2 separate regions of the Canis lupus genome follow, and region 1 is linked to region 2. Evidence: chromatin contacts called from public Hi-C data. All regions are on one chromosome and are shown on one strand. Each heading gives the region's core, a stretch centred on a gene start, on an enhancer-like site or on the middle of the called end of the contact. The rest is flanking DNA. Distances are from core to core; before and after follow the strand shown.

Evidence for each region. Hi-C and Micro-C count contacts between places; a contact is called where the count stands out from the background.
Region 1: a contact with region 2 is called in a Hi-C map of blood, with 4 times the contacts expected there. The contact joins the enhancer-like site here to the promoter of CDK17 in region 2. A contact is called at or near these places in 2 of 9 Hi-C or Micro-C datasets (both in blood).

Annotation. Positions count from the first base shown.
Region 1 is chr15:36,459,527-36,466,021 of UU_Cfam_GSD_1.0, reverse strand. LOC111090049 (a long non-coding RNA gene) reads right to left here. Exons shown (of 4, transcript XR_005370578.1): 1 at 6,119-6,495; 2 at 1-1,484. Among named protein-coding and RNA genes, the nearest start is that of CDK17, 35 kb to the right of the region's middle. Within about 2 kb of position 1,296, at least 2 of the 20 cell types and tissues checked have an H3K27ac peak or open chromatin away from gene starts, as enhancers often do. A contact at or near this core is called in blood, where this site is marked.
Region 2 is chr15:36,424,294-36,431,421 of UU_Cfam_GSD_1.0, reverse strand. CDK17 (cyclin-dependent kinase 17) reads left to right here and starts at 3,725. Exons shown (of 17, transcript XM_038558706.1): 1 at 3,725-3,863. LOC106559785 (a long non-coding RNA gene) reads right to left here and starts at 3,141. Exons shown (of 2, transcript XR_005370577.1): 1 at 3,020-3,141; 2 at 1,223-2,743.

The DNA.
Region 1 (6,495 bases), core at 47-2,546, 37 kb before region 2:
CTGTTTATCAACTGTTCATATCTCAAAGCTGCAGATAGTCATATTCTTAACACATTACCCATTTCAGCACAGTTGATGTCTTAGCTAGAGGAATTTTTACAGTATAAATATTAGAGATCATACAAAGCTATACAAGAGAAATTGGTGGGAATATTATTTTAATAATAGCTATGAATACAGAAATGAGGAAACTTTTCAAAGGGAAATTAAAAACAGGTACGTTAAAATAACAGGAAATGGAATGTGATGAAGAACCGTCCACCTGCTAAATTAATATAGTCCCATTCAGTGTGAACACCGATGCATTGTTCCTGCACATTGTTAAGTTTGCTGAAAGGATTTTTTAAAGATTTTATTTATTTATTTGGGAGAGAGAGAGAAAAAGAGCACGAGGAGAGGGAGCAGCAGGCAGAGGGAGAGGGGGAAGTAGACTCCCCACAGGGAGCAGGGAGCCTAATGCAGGGCTCCATCCCAGGACCCTGGGATCATGACCTGAGCCCCCCCACCCCAGGAGCCCCCTGAAAGGGTATTTTAAGTGGTAATTCCCATCTTCAAGTTGAATTACTTCTACAAAGTAAGCCAGTTGCATTCCCTGGATGCCAGTCTCTCCGTTACGTTTTCCAACAGGTAATAGCATCTCCCTCTCATACCCAACAGAATTCACATTTCCTTCTGGGACACCAGACATAACTTCCTGCTCTTTGGAGTAGTCCAGCCTGGCTCTTTCACTAAACTGACTCCATTCGTTTGTCAATTTTACATAAAGATTCTCCATTGAAACGGCTCCTTCTGAGTCTCAGTCTGAGACTGAGAAAAGAGCAAAAGAACTCAGCCAGGTACACCCATTAGAAGTACCTGCATTTTGTTTGACCTCCTGGAACCAACGAGTTCGACAGAAGTCAGAGAAGAATAGAAAGCTAATCAGATAAGCTGTTCGTCATGGGGCAGCTTTCCCATGAATGAACCCGTGATTTCCTCCAAGAATTACATAACACGCGTTTGCTCACTTTGCCACAAGTCCTTATCGTGCCTATGATGTAAAGCTGAGCTGCGAGCCATACACGTCGAAGAGAAGGGTCAGCTGGAGGCCCGGAACCAACCCCACAACTGCAAAGGGAAACTGACTAATCTTAGAAATGTGTTTTTCCTTCCTTGTCCTAGGCTTGATCCAACTGGAGGAAACGGACTGGTATTTCATGATTTTCCTTTACAATAAGCCGGGAGCAAGCTGCAGAGGAAGCTGGTCGGGTCAGAGCAGAAAGGAAACTGCCTAGCACCTTCGTCAATTTCCTGTTGCATCCAACTGATAGCAGACAGGAGAGGACGTGATGTCATAGGCGCTGGCCCTGGGCTCCTAGATGCTGCTGATAAACGCTGCCACCTTCCCATCAGGGGCTAGTGATTCAGGGTTCTCCACCAACTTCATCTCCATTCAGACTTTAAAAACCGCTTCTTAACTGCCCAGACCTTTAAAATGCTTCATCCTGTGTAAGAGAGAGAGAGAGAGAGAGAGGGCCAATAGTTAAACTATTTCCTTCACAACCAGCCCCTGCTGATCCACCAACTGCTTTCCTCCAGAAAGACCCAAGATCTGTTTCGAGGGACATGGGCTCCTTGAGAATTCGGTCAGCTGATACAGACATTTCCATGGGAGGATGGGGAGAATGTCTTCGGATTTAGGCCAGGGTAAGGGTATGTTGGAGACATTTCATTAGAGACTTTCCCTATAGGACACGTGACTGCCCTACTCAAAAATGCCAATGACTTTCCCTTAATTACTGAATGGAATTCTAGTTTATTTGCAAATGGTTTGAAAGCCTTAAATAAGGCTCAAGGTCCCTACCTACCTTTCCAGAACTTGTCTCAAACTATCTTACTACTATCATTTAAAAACAAACAAACAAACAAAAAACAAAAAAGCAAAACAAAACAAAACTGTGTGCATGTGGTGTCCCAAGTTCCAGAGCTTTGGCTCAGGCTAGGTCATCCAAAATGATCTCCCTATTGCTATTCTTCCCTCCATGACTTAACCATAATTCATGTTCAAGTTGCTGTTTCTCCGTCAAATCTTCCCTGATTATTCTAGGTACAAAGAAATTGCACTAACCTTATAGTATTTCTCATATCTACTTCTCCCTTAGCCATAGATCATTTCGCTGAGCACATTTTGTGCTGTTTTGTTGTGTGACTTCTTAATTCTTGCATTCCTGTTTGGGTCTGTATGCTTTTGTAATAATTCTGGAAGGTTATATAGTTTACTTTTTTTTGAGAGAGAGAGAGAACACAGGAGAGAGACAGTGAGAGAGCACAGGCAGTGGGAGGGGCGGGGGGGGGGGAGAAGCTGGCTCCCTGTTGTGCAGGGAGCCTGATGTGGGGCTCGATTCCAGGACCCCGAGATCATGACCTGAGCTGAAGGCAGACCTTAACCAACTGAGCTACTCAGGTGCCCCTGGCTTACTTCTTTATATGCCTGCACCCCACCCAGAAAAGGCCTTCAATTCAGCAATACATCTTTTAGATTAATTTTTTGAAAGCGCACGATATTAAACAGAAACAGACACAATCATGTATGAACTTAAGTGGAGGGACGCCTGGGTTGCTCAGTGATTGAACATCTGCCTTTGGCTCAGGTTGTGATTCCAGGGGTCCTGGGATTGAGTCCCGCAATGGGCTCCCTACATGGAGCCTGCTTCTCCCTCTGCCTGTGTCTGCCTCTCTCTGTGTGCCTCTCATGAATAAATGAACTATTTTAATAAAAACGTAAGTGGAGAGGAATAATCTAGCATACAATAAGATAATCATGCGTTTGGGGAATTTAAGTAGTTAGGTTCTTACAGACGCTCAGATTTGTGATTTAATAGGAAATACCTTGACTACTTTCATCAGCCAATCAACCAATCTATTAAGCAAACAAAAGTAAATAAAAAACTCCTCTGAGGAGCACCTGGGTGGCTCAATCAACCAAGTATTTGCCTTCAGTTCAGGTCATATCCCAGGATCCTGGGATTGAGTCCCGCATCAGGCTCCCTGCTCAGCGGGGAGTCTGCTTCTCCCTCTCTTTCTGCCCCTTGCCCCTGCTCATGCTCTCTCTCGCTCTCAAATAAATAGAATCTTTAAAAAAAATTTGTTTTTAAATAAAACCTCTTCTGAGTTTGGGTAATAGTGATACAGTTTCATCGATTGTAACAAATGTGCCCCTCCAGTGTAGGATATTGATAGTGGAGGAGGCTGTGTGTGGGGAGGGGCGAGGAATATATGGGAAATCTCTGTACTTTCTGATCAATTTTGCTCTGTGAACCTAAAATTGCTCTAAAAATAAAGTTTATTTAAGGAAAAAAGAAAAACTTGAGTACCCAGTGTATTAAACCAGTTTAGATACTGCACTCGACAGTATCCGGTCTCCGCTCCCAAACCTCAACCCCTTGACGTGCTTCCATCATCACTGCGATCAAATCTGGAGTCCCCATTGTATGATGTCACATGACAAGGAGGGATCACTGTATTTGCACGTGGCTTGGACCCCTGGAGGTGCTGCCTTCTACCAGACTTGCCCGGGCTGGCTGAAAATCGCAGAAGGGCACATGGAGTTAATGCCCCCAGTGGAGTAGACTTTAATCAGTGAGAGATAGAAGGCGGGAGAAACTCAACAGATAAATTGTCCTTCATCCATCCATGGCCTGTCTGGTTTCCTGTAGCCTCTCTGGGCACCAATCAGCAGTGTTCTGTTGTGAGCGGCCAGCTCAGTGACACCTCCTTGTATTCGCTCTCCTTCCTTCTCTGACTCATGCCCTTCTCTTCACTCTTACTTCCCTAGGATTGCCCCCCTCCCTAAATCATGGCCATGTAAACTCCTACCTCCTGCTCTATTTTCTAGGGAACCTGAACATCTGTCAAACGCCAAACCCTGTGCTTAGTGTTAGGGGAAAGACCTAGTGCTCTCTAGTTACAAATGCTCTTTCTATATACATTGTTCTTTCGTAGACAATGCATTCACATGGTTCATAAAAGGAAAGATACAGTGAAAACCTCCCTCCCCCATACATGTGCATGGTACTTCATGCCTTCTGCACTCTGTTTCCTTTCCAGTAATAGATCTGGGAAATTGTTCCAATCAGTAAATTAAAAACTTCCACACGATTTTGCCTGCATGGCTTCCTAACATGTAGATGTGCCACGATTTACTTACTCATTCTAGTAGAGATGAAACTCTAGGTTGTTTCACTCTGATCCTCTTACAAAGAATACAGAAATAAATACCATTATATGTAAGCTATTTTGCACGCATACCTGTGTAGCTATCGGCTGAATTTCTAGAAATGATATTTGCAGGTCAAATTATATTTGCATAAGAGCATCTGTTTTGGGCAGCCTGGGTGGCTCAGCGGTTTAGTGCCACCTTCGGCCCAGGGCCTAATCCTTGGAGACCTGGGATCAAGTCCCACATCAGGCTTCCTGCATGGAGCCTGCTTCTCCCTCTGCCTGTGTCTCTGCCTCTGTCTCTCTCTGTGTCTCTCATGAATAAATAAATAAAATCTTAAAAAAAAAAAGCATCTGTTATTAGGTATCTGACAATACAGTGTGTTGAAGTTTTCACTTTTTGTCAGTTTGGTTAGTGAAAAACGCTATCTCAACATACATTTAAATTGTACTTCTCTTACTATAAGGGAGGTTAAATATAATTTTAGACATTCAAGAGCCATTTGTTTTTCCTTTTCTGTGAGCTGTTTGTTTGTGAAGAAGCCTTCACCAAGGGAACAATCTTTGGCGCCTCTATTTTTAAAACCCTGTGCACCAGACTCAAACCAAATTAAATTGAGGACTTTAACACAACTCTCATCTCACTACTTGAGATACTGCAATTTATACCATCTCCACGTTGCAAAGTCTGGTCCCCACACTCAGCCCCTTCAGTCTAGCAATAAAGGAAGACGGTGGGGGAAAGGGAGCAAATTAGACTGAAGAAGATCCAGCTGTTCCAATGATAACACCCAGAGAAGCGAGAAACACTTCGCTGATGATGGGTGATATTGGTACCCAAAGGCACAAGGTGCCGCTGGCATGTCTGGCTTATTTGGAGGGGAATGAAGCGCAGTGCCCCAATTCTAAGAAAAACTGCTAAGGATGAAGCCTGACTCCAGCTAAGAGTAGACAGGGCTGGGACAGGCAAGGATGGAGACAGTGTAAGCATGAGAGTAAAGGTGTTTTCAGACTGCTGTGGGAACGCAGCAAAGAGGAGGGAAGTAAGGTTTGGAAAGGTCACACACTGAGATGACTTTTGAGTAAGGCCTTGAAGGATAGGGTGGAACAAGCAAGCAGAGGTATGGCCCTTCTATACAAAGGAAACAGAATGAGCTAAGGTATGGGGTCTGAGGTCTTCCTGCGAATGATGGCTGATCTAGGGTGACCAGAGAACAGGGAGGGTGTGTGTGTGTCCGTCCAAGTGAGGGGTATGAGAGAGGGGCAGAATGAAAGATGAAGTCACCCTTTAATTAAAAATTAAGAGCTTTTCTTCCTTAGGGTTCTTCACAACCAAGCTCAAATTTCCTTATAAATTTTTTTTTGGCATAGATGGAAAGCCCTAGAATAAATACAGCTTGGGGTGATGTAAAAACAACCTATTTTAAGGAAGAGGAAGAAGCTCACTAAGTTAGAGAGAGTTGGACCCTATTAGTCACAAGCCGTCTTCTTCTCAAACAAAAAAATTCTGGGGCATGAAGGCTAATGGGCATGTTTGTAAGGATCAGCATCGAAGGTGAAATAAAGTAAAAACTTATATAAAAACTGAGGAAATGTATATCCCTCTTCTGTTTATGGTAATTAAAACTGTAAGGATAAAGAACAATAAAAAGGTAGATGCAAAGAGAGGTCAGTGAAGTGAAATTCGCTGCATCGGAGAACCCTAATGATACCCACTTACTAAATGCCCCGTCGATTGTACTGATGGATACCCCAGAGCTGTAATCATTTTTTTTTTAAATCTAGTTGGCTTTAACAAGAAAAAAAATATGATAATTATTTTTCCAAAGAGACATTGCCAAGGTTTATTCATGCCAAAACACTGAGTGAAATTTTAATGTGAAATAAACCACAGGAAAGCGATGATAAGTGAGAGGCTTACAAAAGCTCTGCCGTCGGCAGACGCATTGGCAGTCTCTCTGCTCTTCCTTCGGCCTCTCCTGTCCTCTAATCCTTGATGTTTATATCCTCCTCCTCTTCAAAATCCAACAATCTGCAGACTCCCGGGCTTAAAAACAAGGGCACTGGATTACCAACCCTTTAGGTGGAAGAGAAAAATAGTAGCCGAGGTTCCAAGGATCTCACGGGCTTTGCCCTTTGCTCAGCTTTGCCCTGCGGGGCTAGGTGAGGGCCGGTGGGTTCTTCCTTCTAGACGCTACCGGCAACATTTTGCTTGCTCCAGGGCAGCTCCAGGGTAAAGGTCAAATCAGGTCCACAGCTTCCCGTCTAAAGGGCTGGGGAGGCCGGGCTCGGGGTGGC
Region 2 (7,128 bases), core at 2,476-4,975:
ATCGTGCTCATAAGCACATGTGTCCCGCAATATCTTCATATACATCCTGTGATGAAGCTATTCTATGGTCAAAACATTTTGGGATACACTGGTTTAACTGGAAAGAAAATTACTTTCAATCTCAGAACTTCTCAGAGTTTTTCATATACAAATGTACATGGTGAATTTTCCAAAGGGAGATGAAGTATGTGGCATTTCCCAAGTGGATTTGATCTTGGAATTCTTTCTCAACCCTCTTCCTCACCATATGCTAGGGAATATTTATTAACCATAGTTTAGGAAATGCTCTAAGTAATTTTGTAATTTACTTTATAAGGTTAAAAAAGTCTATACTACAACCCAGCCAAAAAAAGCCAATTTAGCAGACCAAAAACATCATGGGCAAACTTTAAATCAATTTAGAAGAGTAACTAAATAAATGTACTCATTATTTTGATTGTATATGACTTTTTAAAAATTGTCATAAGATCTACCCTCTTAACAAATTTTTAAGTGTGCAATATTGTTAACTACAGGCACAGATCTAGAGATCTGTACAGCAGATCTCTAGAATTTATTCATTTTGTATAACTGAAACCTTATACCTGCTGAACATCAACTCCCTATTTCTCCCATCCCACAAACCCTGGCTCTCACCCTTCTACCTTCTGTTTCTGAGTTTGACTATTTAGAATATTTCATATAAATGGAACCATGCTGTATTTGTCCTATGATTAGCTTATTTCACTTAGTATAACGTTCTCAAGATTCATCCATTTTTTTTTTAGATTCATCCATGTTTTTTACCACTTCCTCCTTTTTTGTAGCTGATAGTATTCCACTCTGTGTATATACCACATTTTCTTCTTTCATGTGACCTTTTTGTGATCAAATAATCTACTGAGGGATATAAAGAAAAGAACCCAAGGCTTTAGCCTCTGCTGTTCATCAAGTCTTTCTGAACCTTACCCCCAAGCTCTGTTCCTCCCACACAATTTCTTTTCCATTAGTTTTTCATTTTCTTCAGTATATTTCTCATGATTACAAGTTCTTATGAATTCCTTAGATGAGTTACAGATTTATTGCTTGTTTCTACCACTAGAAAACGGTTCCATGAGGGCAATATCTTGTCTGTTTTGTTCATTTCTGTATTTTCAGTGTCTAGAGCAGTGCCTGGCACATCATATATAGTCAGTAAATATTTTTTGATGGAAGGAATAAATAAATCTATACAATCATTACCTAAGTTTTAATTATGAAATGTTTATTATGGTAATAAAAGATATAGGAAGAAAAAAGGGTGCTCTTTAGCAGCTTCAGTTGAGGCAATCAGGACAATCTTTGGCTTTCTAAAGGAGTAATTCCAATCTAATAAAATAAAAGAGGAATTATTGATTTGAAACTCAGGATGTTGTTTTGTAGATTCGCTTTTTAAAAATATTTTATTTATTTATTTGACACAGAGAGAGAGAGAGAGAGAGCACAAGCAGGGGGAGTGCAAAAGGGAGAAGCAAGCTCCCGCTAAGCAGGAAGCCAGATGTGGGGCTCAATCCTGGGTCCAGAGATCATGACTTGAGCTGAAAGCAGATACTTTGACTGAGGGACCCAGGTACCCCTTGTAGATTAATTTTTATTACGATTTTTAAAATGATTTAAAAAATATTTTATTTATTCATTTGAGAGAATGAGCACGAGGGAACGCAAGCAGTGGAAAGGGAGAAGCAGCCTGCCCCAGGCGCCCCATGATTTTTAATATATACTAAGGGATCGAAAAAGGACAATTATTTTTTAAAAATAAGACAAGTATGTGAAAGATGCTTGGCATGTAAGCATGCCTTATATAAATACTAATTTTTCTAGTTCTCTAAAAGACCTCTAAAAATGATGCTATGTAATAGTGATGCTATATTCTTGGCATGTTACAAGTTCTCCAACTTGGACAAATTGACAAAGCATCATTAACTTTTTTTTTTTTTTAAGCACACTTGTTCTAAAGGAAAGCTTGTGTTCTATATTTGCATTTGTATAGAAATGATAAGCTAGTGTTAAATATGTGCAGAGCATAAATGTTGCTTATTTATGGATCCTGGTTAATTTTAGAGGCACGGAAATCGGATTGAAATGTATGACTTTTTTGGGTTATTACAATAGATACATTCAACTTTGCCCAACAAAATGAGAGAAAGAAATCCAGAGGCATTATTTTTAGAGGGAAAGGATTCGTCCAGGAATCCAAGAAGATAATTAGCAGAAGTCCTTAGGACATTTGAAATTGCATTAAAAATCTACGAAGACTATTTCTGAGTATTAAAATGGAAAAATATTTATATCTCACTTTAGCAGATTTTTTATGTGGTTTAAAATTTTTTCTTGTTTAGGTTGTCCACATCCGGTCCCCACTCTTGTCTTTTCTATCCTCTCATTATCTCCCTCTAGGGGTTTGTTTTTACTTTCTGCTTTTATCCTTATTAGTGGGAAAAAATGGGTCAGTATTACTTTAGTTTGTCTTCACTTTCACTCTGCTGTTCATTCCTGAACCAGCTTTTAGCCTCTGAGAAAAGAACAAAGTAAAAACATTCACAGAAACTGGGCCAACCTCTTGGCGCCCCCTCCCCCCAAGAAAACAAAACCTAACCAAGGGCAACAGAAGTTCTTCTCCGCTCTCCTATAGCACCTTGTATTTCCTTTCTCATAAAATTCAGAATTTCATTATAACCGTTTACTGAACATCTCTCACCCCAGCTCGACGCAGTCCTTTGAGGACCTAGGGCATTGCCAAGAAGATATAAAAAGGTGAAATGAACAAACGCTGCCTGCGTGCGGGAATGACTGCTGCACAGCTGCCCACCCAGGCACCCACAATAGAGGAGCAAAGGGGCCAACAACAGGCTCAGGTGTGGGCCCTTTTCTCCAGAAAACCTTTTGGTAGAGAACTGCGGCACTGGTATCTTCATTACATAATTACTTGGGTAATTTAAGCAAGAGTTTTTGTTTCGTTGGGGAGGGGGGGGGTGGGAGGAGGATGAAGGGGCCGAATTACCGGGGTAATCTCGTTCCCGATGCCCGCGGAGTGGCTCTACCGAACCTTCTCGCCCTCTCACCTCCCTCCCGCGGCTCCAGGAGCTCGGCCGCCGGGAGCAGGGCCCCCACCCCCGGGCGGGGGGTTTCCCGGGGATACCCCGCCCCGCCCCGCCCTCCGGGCCCCGCCCCGGCCCCGCCCCCGGCCCGCCGGCCCCGCCCCGCGGCCGCCGCCAGCAGGGGTCGCGCTGCCCGCCGCGAGCCGCTCAGGCGGGGGTGGGGGAAGCTCCCGCGGCGGGTCGCTTTTCTCCGCTGCTGCTGGTTGGATCGTTTCAATAAAAGTCTTTTTTCTCGCTCGCTCGCTCGCTCGCTCGCTCTCCTCCGGGGAACAGGCGGAGGCGTCAATCCGCAGTCGCCGAGCGAGAAAGCGACGCACACGCAGCGAACGGGAGCGGCCGCCCGCGGTCTCCCGAGCTCCTCCGGGTCCGGCCGCAGAGAAGAAGGAGCCCCGGTCCGGGCGGGCCGCCTCAGCCGAGCGCCGGCACCTCCCTGCCCGGCCTCGCTCCCGCCCGGGCCCCTCCGAGGGGATTAGTGGGCTGCCCGCGCGGCCCGGCGGCCCGGCGGCCCGGCGGCCCGGGAGCCATGTTGTCCGGGGGGCTCGGCAACGCGTGAGGCACCCGCGGCCCCTCCCGAAGGCTCCGGACCCGGGCGAGGGCCGGAAGGCGGCAGCGGAGGCCTGCGCCTCGGAGGCGCCGTGGGTCCCCCGCCGGCCGCTGGGACCCGGACCTGCATCCGGTCGCCGCGGGCGTCGGCGGAGCCGCTCACCCTCCGCGCCTCGCCTGGAGACGCGGCCCCCGCGCTCGCTGGTGAGTTGGCGGCTGGCGACCGCGCGGGGCTCTCCCTGCCGCCCGGCGGACCCTCGCGAGCCCCGCGGGGCGGGAGGGCGGCCGTGGCGGGGCGCCGCGGGCTCAGGCCCGGCCGGGAAGTTGAGAGAGGCAGGCGCGGCCGGGGGGGCTCGCGGGTGCCGGTGGCCCCCGGCCCCGCGCGCGATCCCCGGGGCGCCGGGGCATTTCCGGGGCTGGGCTGGGCTGGGCTGGGCTGTGGGGAGGTGACGGGCTCCTTCGCGGAGGCGCGCGCGGTCGCCGCCACCCCCGGGGCTCGCTGCCCACCTGGACCCCGGGGGAGGCGGGGGGGCGCGAGGAGGCCGAAAGTCCCCCGAGACACAGATTCCCCCCGGCGGGGGCGGGGGCGGGGGCGGGGCCGCGGGGAAGGAAGGGCGCGAGGCTGCGGGAGGTGGGCGACGAGGCGGAGGCGGCGGCGGCGGCGGCGGCGGCGGCGGCCGCGGCGCTCCCAGCTCCTTGGAGACGCGGGGGGTGTGAGCGGGTGGCGGGCGCGGGGGAGGAGCGGGAGCCCGCGCGTGGGGAGCCGCCGAGACAAAGCTGAGCGCGGCCTCCCGCCGGCGGGTCACACCCCTGAGCGCGGGGCCGCGGCGGAGGGGCCGCGAGTGCGGGAAACCCGGGGAGCCGGCGGGGAGGGGGCCTGGGCAGCCGCCCGGGGTTGTCGTCTCCGTGGCAGTTGCTTTTCTCAGCGTTTTTGTGGCCGGTGCCTTCGCTCCCCAAGTCCGCGGGCTGGCCCCGGGTCCCCCGCCCCCCGCCCCTCGCCGCCGCGTGCCCCCCCCCCCCCCCCGCGTTCTCTCCCCACCGTTCTCTGCCCACTTCTCACCCACTCCTTTTTCGGGTAAGCAGTGTTTTGCCTCCAGCCTGCGGGGAGCGTGAGCTAATGACAGGATGCCTGAGCTCGCTCTGACCCTGAACTGCCTTGAACTCCTCTCCCTCCCTCCCACCCTTTCCTTTCTGGGCTCCTGTAATGTCACATGGCCGCTAACAATTAGCTTTTCTTTCAAAAACGGCAGAAGCGTAGCCGAAACCCGTGGCGCTCCTCCGCCGTCTGTATTAATTCGTCCATCAGAGTCACGTCGTTGGTCATGGAGCTTTATCACCTCTCCGCCAAATTTTCTAGATAACAAAAGTGGCGAATTTTGTTTCGAGTCTCGGCTCTTCCTTAGGGTCAGCGGAGTGTATCCCCGGCAGCCAGACCTGCTGTCACTTATCAGTGACAGACAATGCTTTCCCCAAACTTTACGGATTCTTTCTTGAGTCTTTGTTGAGGGATTTCTTTCAAAAGGCGCTTGTGTAAGAAGGTCAAAGGAACACATTCGCGCTACTGTATTTTCGACTTGTTTTGTTGACCACCGGGCAGAGGAGAATAATGAATGGGGTTGGTTTTAAGACCTTTGATGCCTTGAGTTAACGAAAGCCTCTGTCGAAGCTAGAAATAGGTTCAAGCAAATTTTAAGAAGGAAAAAAAAATTTGCCGGCAGTAGTTTATTGGTTTTTTGTTTGTGGATGAAGTCGTATCAGTCTCTGTAATTCTAGCATCTGCATACTTAGATGTACGAGGGTTGTAACAAAAGAAAAAAAATGTGGCTATCTTTAGGGAATGGTCTTTTTATGATGGAGAATTTTGGAATATAAAAATATTATCGTTTTACCTGGTGGACTGTCTCCTAGGCCAGAAACACTAACAGTTTGAATGCTGGACCTCAAAGAAAATAGTTGAGTCTTTGAATTTAAGCTGTTTAAAAATATATATATGTATGTATGTATGTATGTATAGATATATATTTACAGCGAAAGGAAGGAGATACTGAATTATGAATGGAAAGAAATTAAAAGTAAAGCCTGTTTGATGTAGCGAAGTTACTATTGATATCATTCTAAAAACAGTCACATCTTGCTGCCATTCAAGTATTTGAAGCTATAAAAATTGTGAAGGGGATTTCAGCCTAGGGACCAGTCTCCGAACTGTGGGACTCCCTATCCCACCCTCACCACTTAACACTTTTCAGATATCCTTGTAAAATTAACAGGTTGTATCATTAATAATCAATGTTTTTATATAATACTTCTCAAAAGGCCAAAATAAAGGTACATTGTTTTTTTTTTTTTTTTTCCCCTGGGTATTTATTAGTGTTTAATTAGATTATTGAAGTTTAATTCTCTGAAGGAAATCTACTAAAAAGTTAAGTAAGATTTCTGGGTGGTAGGATTTATGGCTGAATAAAAATACAGTTCTGTATTTTCCAAATTTTTACATTCCTCTTACAGGCAGGAAAAAAAAAAGTGTATGAAGTATGAAGGCTTGTTAATAACCTAATTTTCCTATTACTAGAAGAAGCTTCTATAAAATAGTTTATTCTCATCCTTGAACCAAGGCCCAACAAAGTCACTCACTTTCAGGTGTCAGCTGTTTGAAATAGTGCAGCCTGCCAGATGTGCTCTGGTTACCTGAAGGGAGAAAGATACATAGTAAGGAAGATAAAATCGGAAGAATTGATTCAGTATATGGTAATGATCTGATAGATGGGGGTAGATTTGTACAGCACTAATCTTAGGCTAATAAATCATTGGTTTTACAAAAATAGAAAAATTTTATTTTTTGTAGTACAGAATAGTTGTGTTGACTCAACAGATTTTAATGTATGTATTTGTTGATATGTTTAGTTTTCAGATATTGCTTCAGTCCTATGACTATGGTGGAACGAGATGACCTATAAAATAATTTAGTCCGTGAGGCTTTTGTTTTTCGCCTTATTTTCAGCAATATGTTTCTCCTTTACTCATGAAATAGTGCTAACTAAACAACTGCAAGTCTTGTGAATAATAGAAACAATAATGGCAACTGAGGAAGATATTTAGAAATGAAGATGATTTCCTTTAATATTAGGAAAAATTATATGTGAATACAAATTTTTTCCCTGGTATTTTCTTTGTTATTGTCTAATAGTGCTGAATATTTATAAAGTATTATATTTTGAGTCTTTATTAGTGTTCTTCAGTCTTTATAAAAATTGCAGCATCATGTCATGGCTTATTTTTTTATTTTATTTTATTTTTTGTAGCTTTTATACTTCCATGGAGGATAAGTACTTAGCGAATGTGTTGCTGTGTTGTAGAAAAAGGACATTATATGTTAAATTCAGCTTATAAAAATAATCATTAGAGTATTTTATCTACTTTTAAAATTGCCTTCTTTCATATATATATATGACGAAAGATTAGTTTTAGGTTC